Linked DNA regions of Triticum aestivum: region 1 is linked to region 2. The links are chromatin contacts, called in public Hi-C maps. All regions are on one chromosome and are shown on one strand. Each heading gives the region's core, a stretch centred on a gene start, on an enhancer-like site or on the middle of the called end of the contact. The rest is flanking DNA. Distances are from core to core; before and after follow the strand shown.

Evidence for each region. A called contact is a pair of places that touch in the nucleus more often than the background predicts.
Region 1: a Hi-C map of leaf shows a contact between it and region 2, with 5 times the contacts expected there. The contact joins the promoter of LOC123181092 here to the enhancer-like site in region 2. A contact is called at or near these places in 2 of 5 Hi-C or Micro-C datasets (both in leaf).

The regions. Positions count from the first base shown.
Region 1 is chr1D:220,308,839-220,313,954 of IWGSC CS RefSeq v2.1, forward strand. LOC123181092 (homeobox-leucine zipper protein HOX9) reads left to right here and starts at 2,834. Exons shown (of 19, transcript XM_044593316.1): 1 at 2,834-3,152; 2 at 3,631-3,951; 3 at 4,188-4,347; 4 at 4,454-4,533; 5 at 4,628-4,718; 6 at 4,814-4,909. The coding sequence starts at 3,701.
Region 2 is chr1D:219,982,009-219,986,606 of IWGSC CS RefSeq v2.1, forward strand. No RefSeq gene overlaps it. Among protein-coding and RNA genes, the nearest start is that of LOC123167661, 7.6 kb to the left of the region's middle. Within about 2 kb of position 2,458, at least 5 of the 8 cell types and tissues checked have an H3K27ac peak or open chromatin away from gene starts, as enhancers often do. A contact at or near this core is called in leaf, where this site is marked.

The DNA.
Region 1 (5,116 bases), core at 1,584-4,083, 330 kb after region 2:
CTTCACACTTCATGTTCCTCGAATGATACTTAGTCTTCAAGGTCACACCAATTTCTTCACTTTCAAGGTCTTCAGAAAGTCTTCAGAAATCCAAAGTCTTCAGTTGAAGAACTTCATTTTTAGGGGTCGACTTTCTCTGTAAATATCAAACTCCTCATAGACTTATAGACCTGTGTACACTCATAAACACATTAGTCCCTTAACCTATAAGTCTTCAATACACCAAAATCACTAAGGGGCACTAGATGCACTTACATTGGTGCCTTATCTAGTTGATGGAGGTGTGTCTATCCTACAGTACGCCGATGATACGATCATCTTTATGGAGCATGACTTGGCAAAAGCGAGAAATATGAAGTTGGTGTTATGCTTATTTGAACAATTGACCGGGTTAAAGATTAACTTTCACAAAAGCGAATTGTTCTGTTTTGGAAGAGCCAATAAGGAACAAGAGGCTTATAGGCAATTGTTTGGGTGCGAATTGGGGACTTTACCTTTTACGTATTTAGGTATACCAATTCACCATTGTAAGCTGACAAATAGAGAATGGAAGTGTATCGAGGATCGCTTTGAGAAGAAAATGAGTTGTTGGAAGGGCAAGCTCATGTCATATGGAGGCCGATTAATTTTGATTAATTCGGTTCTCACGAGTATGCCTATGTTTCTCTTGTCTTTCTTCGAAGTCCCAGCTGGAGTTAGGAAAAGGCTGGACTTCTATCGATCCCGATTCTTCTGGCAGAGCGATGAACTAAAAAGAAAATACAGACTCGCCAAATGGAATATTATTTGTCGACCGAAAGACCAAGGGGGGCCTTGGTATTGAAAATCTTGAAGTCAAGAACAAATGTCTTCTTAGCAAGTGGCTGTCTAAGTTATCTGTAGAGACTGATGCCACATGGGCGCAGATTCTCCGTAGTAAGTATCTTCACTCCAAACGTTTGTCCCAGGTGACAGCGAGGCCGACGGACTCGCCTTTTTGGAAAGGGCTTATGAGAGTCAAATTAGCCTTTTTCAATAGGACAAAGTTTATAATCGGCAATGGCGCTAACACGCGATTCTGGGAGGATACTTGGCTCGGAGAGACCCCCCTTGCGCTTCAATACCCGTCTCTTTATATTATTGTTCAACGACGTGATGCTTTCGTTGCAACGATACTTCAGTCCATCCCCCTTAATATTCAGTTTAGGAGGACTCTAGCCGGTAATCGTTGAGAAGCGTGGCTCCATTTAGTGAGTAGACTGATGGAGGTTCAGTTGTCTCAACAGCCCGATCAATTACGCTGGAAGCTTACTAGGTCTAGAGAGTTTACAGTTAAATCAATATATCTCGATGTTATCAATTCCAGCTCCATTCCTAGTTTCAAATATGTTTGGAAAGTCAAAGTTCCTTTGAAAATTAAAGTGTTTATGTGGTTTGTACATAAACAAGTCATCTTAACCAAGGACAATTTGGCAAAGCGTAACCGGACAGGACCTACTCGGTGTAGTTTTTGTGATCGGGATGAAACTATCAAACACCTTTTTCTTGACTGCCCGTTGGCCAAAGTTCTATGGCGAACGGTGCACATAGCCTTTAACATTACTCCTCTGAGTTCTGTCAGCACGCTATTTGGAACGTGGCTTAACGGGATAGAGTCCAAAACAGCGAGACACATTCACGTAGGAGTATGTGCTTTATTGTGGGCAGTCTGGAACTGCAGAAATGATTTGATTTTTAACAGAACAACAAATATTCAGTTTTTGCAGGTTATTTTCCGAGCCACTGCGTTAATCCGTATGTGGTCGCTACTCACTCTAACGGAGGCCAGGGAGCGTTTGGTTACTGGATCTATCCGGTGGGAGATGGTAGCACGGGATATCTTCAACCGGTTTGGATGGCGCTCATGTAATAGGATAGGCAATTAGTTTTCCTATCTTTTTTATGCCAGCCGGTTGTGACTTTTTGGCTAGTTTGTTATTGGCTCTTTGGCTCTTTGTGAGCTTTCCTTTACTTTCGTTTGAGACTTTAAGACCTTGTTGCACCTATTTGCTTATTTATAAAGTTGGCCGTATGCATCATTCTGATGCAGAGGCTCGAAAAAAATATTCCTCCCTTTTAAAAAAAATAGCGTTGCAAATTGTTTTAAATAATAATTACATTTTTATGAGACTACATAAAAAAAGGCTAGGGGTTCATCGGCTTGATTATATTGTATGTTTTATAATAAACATAAAATATAGCTAACTCTTGCATCGTATCATTTGTCTCTCTTTGTTAGGCCTTCAATTTGAACTTCAAAACTTTAGTGCTTGTTGTAATATGTTTGAGGAATGCACGGGCCTAGTAATAACAATAGTTGTAAAAAATTGGACTACATTATAAATTTGGTGTCAGATTTTGACCATGACAAATGGTGTAGTATGCAGTAAGCAACCTCAAATCCAACAATGTCATCAAGAGAAAAAATGTCCAAGTCGACGCGGTCAGCGAGATGTCACGGGGAAAATAATGGTGTCCTTTCAGCGCGACAGTGACGCGGGCGGGGGTACAGCGAACCACTGTGTGCGGGTCCCACTCCCGACCTCCATGGACCGAGCTCACCCACCCCCTTCGTCCTCCTCCACAGCTTTCTCCATCTCCTCACGTCCTCTCACTGCCTAGTAGCCTAGCTAGTCTATCATCGTAGCTGTAGCTCCAGGCCTCTAGCTCGCAGCGTAGAATACGACTAGACGTACTGCGAGCTGAGCCTGAGCTACTGCCACTCTCGCGACCGCGGGCTCCTGCTCCGCTCCCCCACCCCCCCGCCCTCTCTCTCTCTCTCACTGGCCAGCCTTTAAAGCTGTCACCTTTTGCCACCCTCTCCGTGTCGCTGTACAGACTCTCTCTCTCTCTCCCCCTCTCCCTCTCGTCGCTCGTGCTGTGGTGTGCTCGTTCGATTGCCTCAGGTCGGACGGACGGACGCGAGCTGAGGGCAGGAGGGGCCGGATCCGGTGGTCCGGAGTGCGAGCTAGCGGCCCCGGTTGTCGCGGCGGCGGAGGAGTAGTTGGTGGAGTGCCAGAGGAAGCGGTTCATGGACGTGGTTCCCCCTACCGCAGCCCGGCGGGGCGGCGGGAGGCTGTGAGCGGGTCACCGGCGGCGCCCCTCCCCGCGCCGGCCGGCCGGCGTGTGTGGAGGTAACTCATGTCTAATTTCGCTCGACGCGTCGTTCGGGAGTTCGGGAGGACGATTCTCGCGTGTGCTCCTCAGACTGCTTATCCGCGTCGCCATTTGCGTTTCCTGATGGATCTTTTTTTTTCGTCCCTGAAAACATGTTTTTCCGCGATTATCCGTCTATTTTTTGTCTCTGTCGCTGGAGGATTTAGCTGATATTTCCGCGCGGCTAATTTTTCCACTTTTGATTCTCACACGAAATCGTGCGATTCTGGCGTCGCCTCGCCGCCCGCATTTGCGTCTTCTGCAGCGGCTGCCTTTCCCTTTTCCCCATTTCAGATACTGAGCCAAAAGCCGCCTCCTTTGCGTGCTTTTCCACGCTTTGTTGTTTAAGGGATCAGGAGGAGGGATGGAGGGACGCGGATGGCCCAACCGCGCTCGCCAATCTCCCGCGTTTCCCCATGTCAAATTTGTTCTAACTGCTCGAAAATCTCCTCCCAGGTTGTTCTGCCCTCAAGGATCGCTGCGCGCCGCGAGGGGGTGAAACTAGGACGCAAAGGAAGCGCTTAAGATGGCGGCGGTGGCGGCGATGCGTTGCGGGAGCGGGAGCGGGAGCGACGGCGGCGGCGGCGGCTACGACAAGGGCGGGATGGACTCGGGCAAGTACGTGCGGTACACGCCGGAGCAGGTGGAGGCGCTGGAGCGGGTGTACGCCGAGTGCCCCAAGCCGACCTCCACGCGCAGGCAGCAGCTGCTCCGCGAGTGCCCCATTCTGTCCAACATCGAGCCCAGGCAGATCAAGGTCTGGTTCCAGAACCGAAGGTGAGCATGTCGGCCGCCCGCCGCGCTTGGCCTTTTGTGATTGGATGGAATTTGCTGCATCAGCAGCCATTACGCTGCATGAGAGTGTAATGGTGGCTGGGTAAATTGAGTAAGGATGGATCACGAACAAATGTGGGAGTTTCTAGTTCTGTGTTGGAGCATATGTGTACTTTTCCCAATCTGGGCAGGTTCTGCATTCAAGCATAATTGTAATGGGCTTTTCTCCGTGGGTGCAGGTGCCGTGATAAGCAGCGGAAGGAGTCTTCGAGGCTTCAGGCCGTGAACAGAAAACTGAGCGCCATGAACAAGCTCCTCATGGAAGAGAATGAGCGTCTCCAGAAGCAGGTCTCCCAGTTGGTTCATGAGAATGCATACATGAAGCAGCAGCTGCAGAATGTAAGTCTACATTTTGTTGTTTTACTTTTACAGACCACGTTGTTTGTAGGACGCGGATAGGATAAATATCTGATCGTTGCTACCTTGTGTTTGCATTACATTACAGCCTTCGTTGGCCAATGATACAAGTTGTGAGTCAAATGTGACCACTCCAAACCCTCTAAGGGATGCAAGTAACCCAGCTGGGTAAGTGGTTTCTGTTACTGACAACAGGTGGGATCATCCAATTCCCTTTTATGTAAGAACTTGTTACATGTCTCCCTTCCATTTTCTTCTCTAGACTCCTTGCAATTGCGGAGGAGACATTGACAGAGTTCCTCTCAAAGGCTACAGGAACTGCTGTTGATTGGGTCCCGATGCCTGGGATGAAGGTCAGTTGCCAATTCTGGAGGTTCTTTGTTCCAACACTGATACTAACGCTAAGTGGATCTATGCATGCTCATTTGTTTTTCCTTCCTGTGATTAGCCTGGTCCGGATTCGTTTGGTATTGTTGCCGTTTCACATGGTTGCCGAGGTGTCGCTGCCCGTGCCTGTGGTCTGGTGAATCTAGAACCAACAAAGGTAACTGTATACCTCAAACTTCGTTTGGAACTTCATGTTAGTTCAAGAACGCTCGTTGTTTGTTTCCAAGAGAATCATGAAGAAACTGTCGAACTTGTAGTAACCATATTGTTTGTATGATATATGGCGTGGTTTCTAAAAAATGAAGACAGACCTCAGAAAAAAAACTGTACCCCAGCTAGCCGTGCATACATCACTCCCGTTTCT
Region 2 (4,598 bases), core at 1,208-3,707:
TGCCCTAACGCGGTATTAGGAGATACCGGCGAAGGGGGGAAACATCCGGGAAAGTATTCCCGGTGTTTCGCGTTTTCGGGCAGATGAACCGGAGGGGGAAAGTTGCGTGTTCGCTATGCTAGGGATGTGTGGCGGACAAACGGGCTACGTATCCGGATTTGTCTCGTCGTTCTGAGCAACTTTCATGTACAAAGTTTTTCCATCCGAGCTATGGTTTATTTTATATTATTTTTAAAGTTTTAAATCATTTTCTAAATTATTATTATTAAATTAATTCGAAATTAGTATTATTGCATCAGCATGACGTCAGCGGTCAACAGAGGGCTTGACTGGTCAATCTGACACGTGGGTCCCACTGGTCATAGACTCAAGTTTAACTAAACCGGGTTAATTAGACTAACTAAGTGATTAGGCTAATTTATTTTAATTAGATTAGTTAAACATGATTAATTAACTCATTAATTAATTAATTAATAATTTATTTATTCTAACATTCTTTTTATTCTCTTTTTTTTAACAAAATCGTTCTGGGGGCGGGGCCCCCTGTGATTGGCCTAGGGGCCTTAACGGGTCAGGCGAAACGGGCGCGAGTGGGCGCCTGGAGCGGGCGCTGGGCACCCGCCCAGGCCGATAGGGAGGAAACGGCGCTGGGCACCGGCGGCCACAGCGACGTGCGGCCGCAGCAACGCAGGGGGCCGGAGCGGCGCACCGGCACGGCGCAGTAGCAGGGCCGCCGCGGGACGGACACGGGGTGGCGGTCCGGGGAGCCGACGAGCGGCCAGTGGGGACGTGTGAGGCGGACGAGGCCATGCGGGGGAGGCGTGACCCCGAGCGTAGGCGGAGCGGGGGTGCACGCGAAGTGGCGCGGCCGGACGGAACGCCGCGCGCGGCAGGGCGCGACCCGGCCGCGGTGAGCGCGTGCGACAGAGGAGGGGAGGAGGAGTCGGGGCTCACTGCGGGATGCAGGGATCGGGGCAGTGGGCGCGGGGAGGAGACGGTGACGACGGCGACGTGGTGACGAGGTGCAGCGGCGTGGCGGCGCCGGTGACGGCAGGGGTCGAGGAGGAGCTCCGGTGGACGCGACGGGGAACCAGTCGATGTCGCCGACTTGGGGCCGCTCCAGTCGGTCTCGGGCACGTGGAGGTCGTGGACGACGTCGAGGAAGCCGTAGGGCAGCACGAGCAGCTCGGGAAGGCCGTTGGCCATGGCCACGGCGAGGTGGTGGCTGCGCTCGGCCAAACAAGGAGAAAGAGGGGCGCGGCGAGCTGCTGGGGAGAACGGAGGGAGGAGAGATGACCGGGCGACGGGGAAGGGCAGTGAGGCGGTCAGAGTCGCCGGCGCGACATCGGACAGGAGGGAGCTCCTCTCCCGTGTGTGTGCTGTGTGATGGCGGCGGGGTGGGAGGACGAGGGAACGGGGTGGGGATCGGGGGGAAGTGGGGAGGGGGTCGCTAGGGTTCGGTGGCCCCAGGGGGCTATAGGCGCCGGCTGGGCCGGCCTGGTTGGCCCAGAGGCCAGCTGGGCTGTGGCCCAGTGGGGGGTTCTTTCTTTTATTTTATTTTTGTTTGTTCTGTTTCCTTTTCCTCTTTTTTTATTCTATTACTTTCTTGTTTTTTTTATTTTAGTTTTATAAAATTTAAAATCGACAACTAATTTGGTGTTATTAAATAGGTCACAGCCCCAAATATTTTGACACTTTAAATAAAGTATTTTGCATTTGCTTATTATCTTAAAAGCATTTTAGATAATTGTTTTATCGATGTTTTAGTTTATTTAGTGCATTTAAGTATTTTATTAAAAGATGATTTCTTCACCAACATTTATTATGGATTATTTGACACATTAGGAACAATTTAGTTTTGACTTTTGAAAACTTTAATTATTTGACTTTAATTCAAATTTGAACTTGGATCGGTTCTGAACTAACGCGAGATTATCAACAATAATCGAGGTGACGTGGCATCATTACCAGAGGGTTACTGTAGCTTGATTACCCGGACGTCACAACTGGGCAGTGCTCCGGCAGTGCCAGCGGAGTTGGGAGAGTTTCTTTTCTTTTCTTTTCTTTTAGCGTCGCTGGCGGCCGTTTTCACGAATGGATGTCAAGCCCTGACTTCCCTTCGTAACGTCACAGGATCCGGCTCCAGGATTCAAGTGGGCATGACACTCCAAATCCTATACCTTTCCTATTCTCATGTTTTTAAAATCCTGCGAATCAAAGAGGTCCTAAATGATGTTTCTATCCAATCATAATAAAAATGACAGGCAACTTAGTTTACCGGTCCTTGAAAAAAATATTAAACGCTCAAATGTACACACTGTGGACATGGGTAGGGGAAATAATTTTGGATTCAAGGAAATACCACGTCACATTCACTGCTGGGGACATCATGCAATATGCACGGTCACGGTAGGGGTCCAGCAAGTACCATATGTCGTGCCTGGACCATGCATGCGTTAAACGCATTGATGTCGAAGGTGATCAGCGTGTCCATATACTGATACAATGTACGTACGCACTCTAACATACTGCCAAGATCTCGGTATGACCGACAGATTTGTGGGGCTGCGGCGTGCATTTTGGTCTTTGCATTGCGTTACCTCGTTCTGGAAGGATGCGTCGCTGAACGCGATGGTCACGGTACACTGCGCATGTTGCTTAGGCCACCTCCAATGCATTGGTGATAAGATGAGGTGCTAAGCGTATTAAAAAAATTAGCAACTAGAGCTTCTAATACATAAGTGCTTAACTTGTTCATTTAATGATTTAGCTACTAAAATTCTTCATGCATTGGTGGACTTATTTCATTTAAGTATTTTGGCCAGGTTCACGCGTTTGACATTGTTTTTTTCTGAGGTTACCACACTCATCTCTCTCCTCTTAATTATCTTGTCAAATCAGATTTTTCGCTTACATGACAGCCCTAGCACCTGTACAAGGTGAAGCATTGAGAAGGGCAGTCTATCAGCATGTGAAGAATCAACACGTGCATCTTAATTATGCAGAGGCCAGAGATAATTCTTAAGCCTCTTAAGTAATGAAGTGTTTTCTATCAAAAAATGTGGCTAGATGGTTACGATGGTGTTTGTACAATGGTCCCATAAAGGTGAAATGTTTTTTCAATGAGAGACGATGTTCCCATGATAGCAACACACGTATTGTTATTTTATCAATCTCAAGATATGTTGACTACGTATTAATAAGGGCATCTTCAAGGCGAACTCTTAAACCATCCACATACGTCTGGATCGCGCGGTGCGGATGCGGTTTGTCATCCAACGGAGGCCTGTATCGGTCCGCCAAACGATGCGGACATACTTTTGCCGGCAAACCTGAGACAAACGTGAGAGGGTTTTGCGGGAGTCTGGATAGTAGACACGTAGGACTCCGGAACCTATGCGCCTCCATCCACCTCATTTTCTCTCATTCCTTCTTTCTCTCTTACCTTCGCCGCCGCTCCACTACCCTTGCCGCCACACCACACCCTTGCTGGAACTCTACGTCTCCGTCACCTCCAGTGTTCCAGCCGGCTCCACCCTGCTTCTCCTCCACCACCCTTCAACCCGTGTCCCAGACCGCCCCGCTAGGTACCATCCACTACTGCTATACTCACCATGCCCGACAACTGCTCAATGAATTGCCGGAGCTAAAAAGTTTTACCTTCTTCTTTCTAGCAATGGATTCTGATTTGGAGTACATACACGAGTACTATGTTGAGTCGTTCAACGTCTCGTCCGATGAGGAGGACTACACGGATGAGACGGCGATGATGCAGGTGGTCCTTGAAGATGTGGAGTGTGCGCAGGAGCATGTTCTCAATTTCAAGGGACCGATCAAGGGTCATCGAGTGCTCAACTACAACAGGGTGCACGACCATTTGACACTGATGGCCGACTACTTTGCCCCAGATGCACTCTTCGCTGACCATTTTCGCTAGCGTTTTTGGATGCGCAAGACCGCCTTTGATCGTTTTGACCCTGGCGTCCGGTCCTATGATGACTGCTTTGTCTTGAAGAAGGACGTCATGGGAACGATTGGTTTCTCTGGTTATCAGAAGTGCATGGCCGCATTAAGGATGCTTGTATAGGGCACGGCCGCTGATTCGTGGGAGCAGTACCTATGGATGTCCGAGGGAGCATGTGGAGATGCCATGGTCAGGTTTCAACTGCCGTGGTCGAGGTATTTGGACCTCAATACCTGAGAGAACCAACTGTGTGAGAGACTGAGAGGCCTTGGCAATCTCAGAAGCAAGAGGGTGGCCAGGTTTGCTTGGATCTCTTGACTGCATGCGTTGGAAATAGAAGAACTGCCCAAAGGCTTTACAAGGGCAATATCAGGGTCATGTTAAGAAGCCCACCATCATTCTTGAAGCTGCATCACATGATCTTTGGATTTAGCACGCTTTCTTTGGCATACCCAGGTCTCACAATGACATCAATGTGCTGTAGCGATCATTGTTGTTTGCGAAGCTGACTGAAGGAAAAGCTCCTCCTTGCCACTATACTGTCAATGGACATGAGTATAATATGGACTACTATCTGGTTGACGGTATCTATCCTCTGCGGGCTACCTTTGTCACCACCATCTCTAACCTAGTT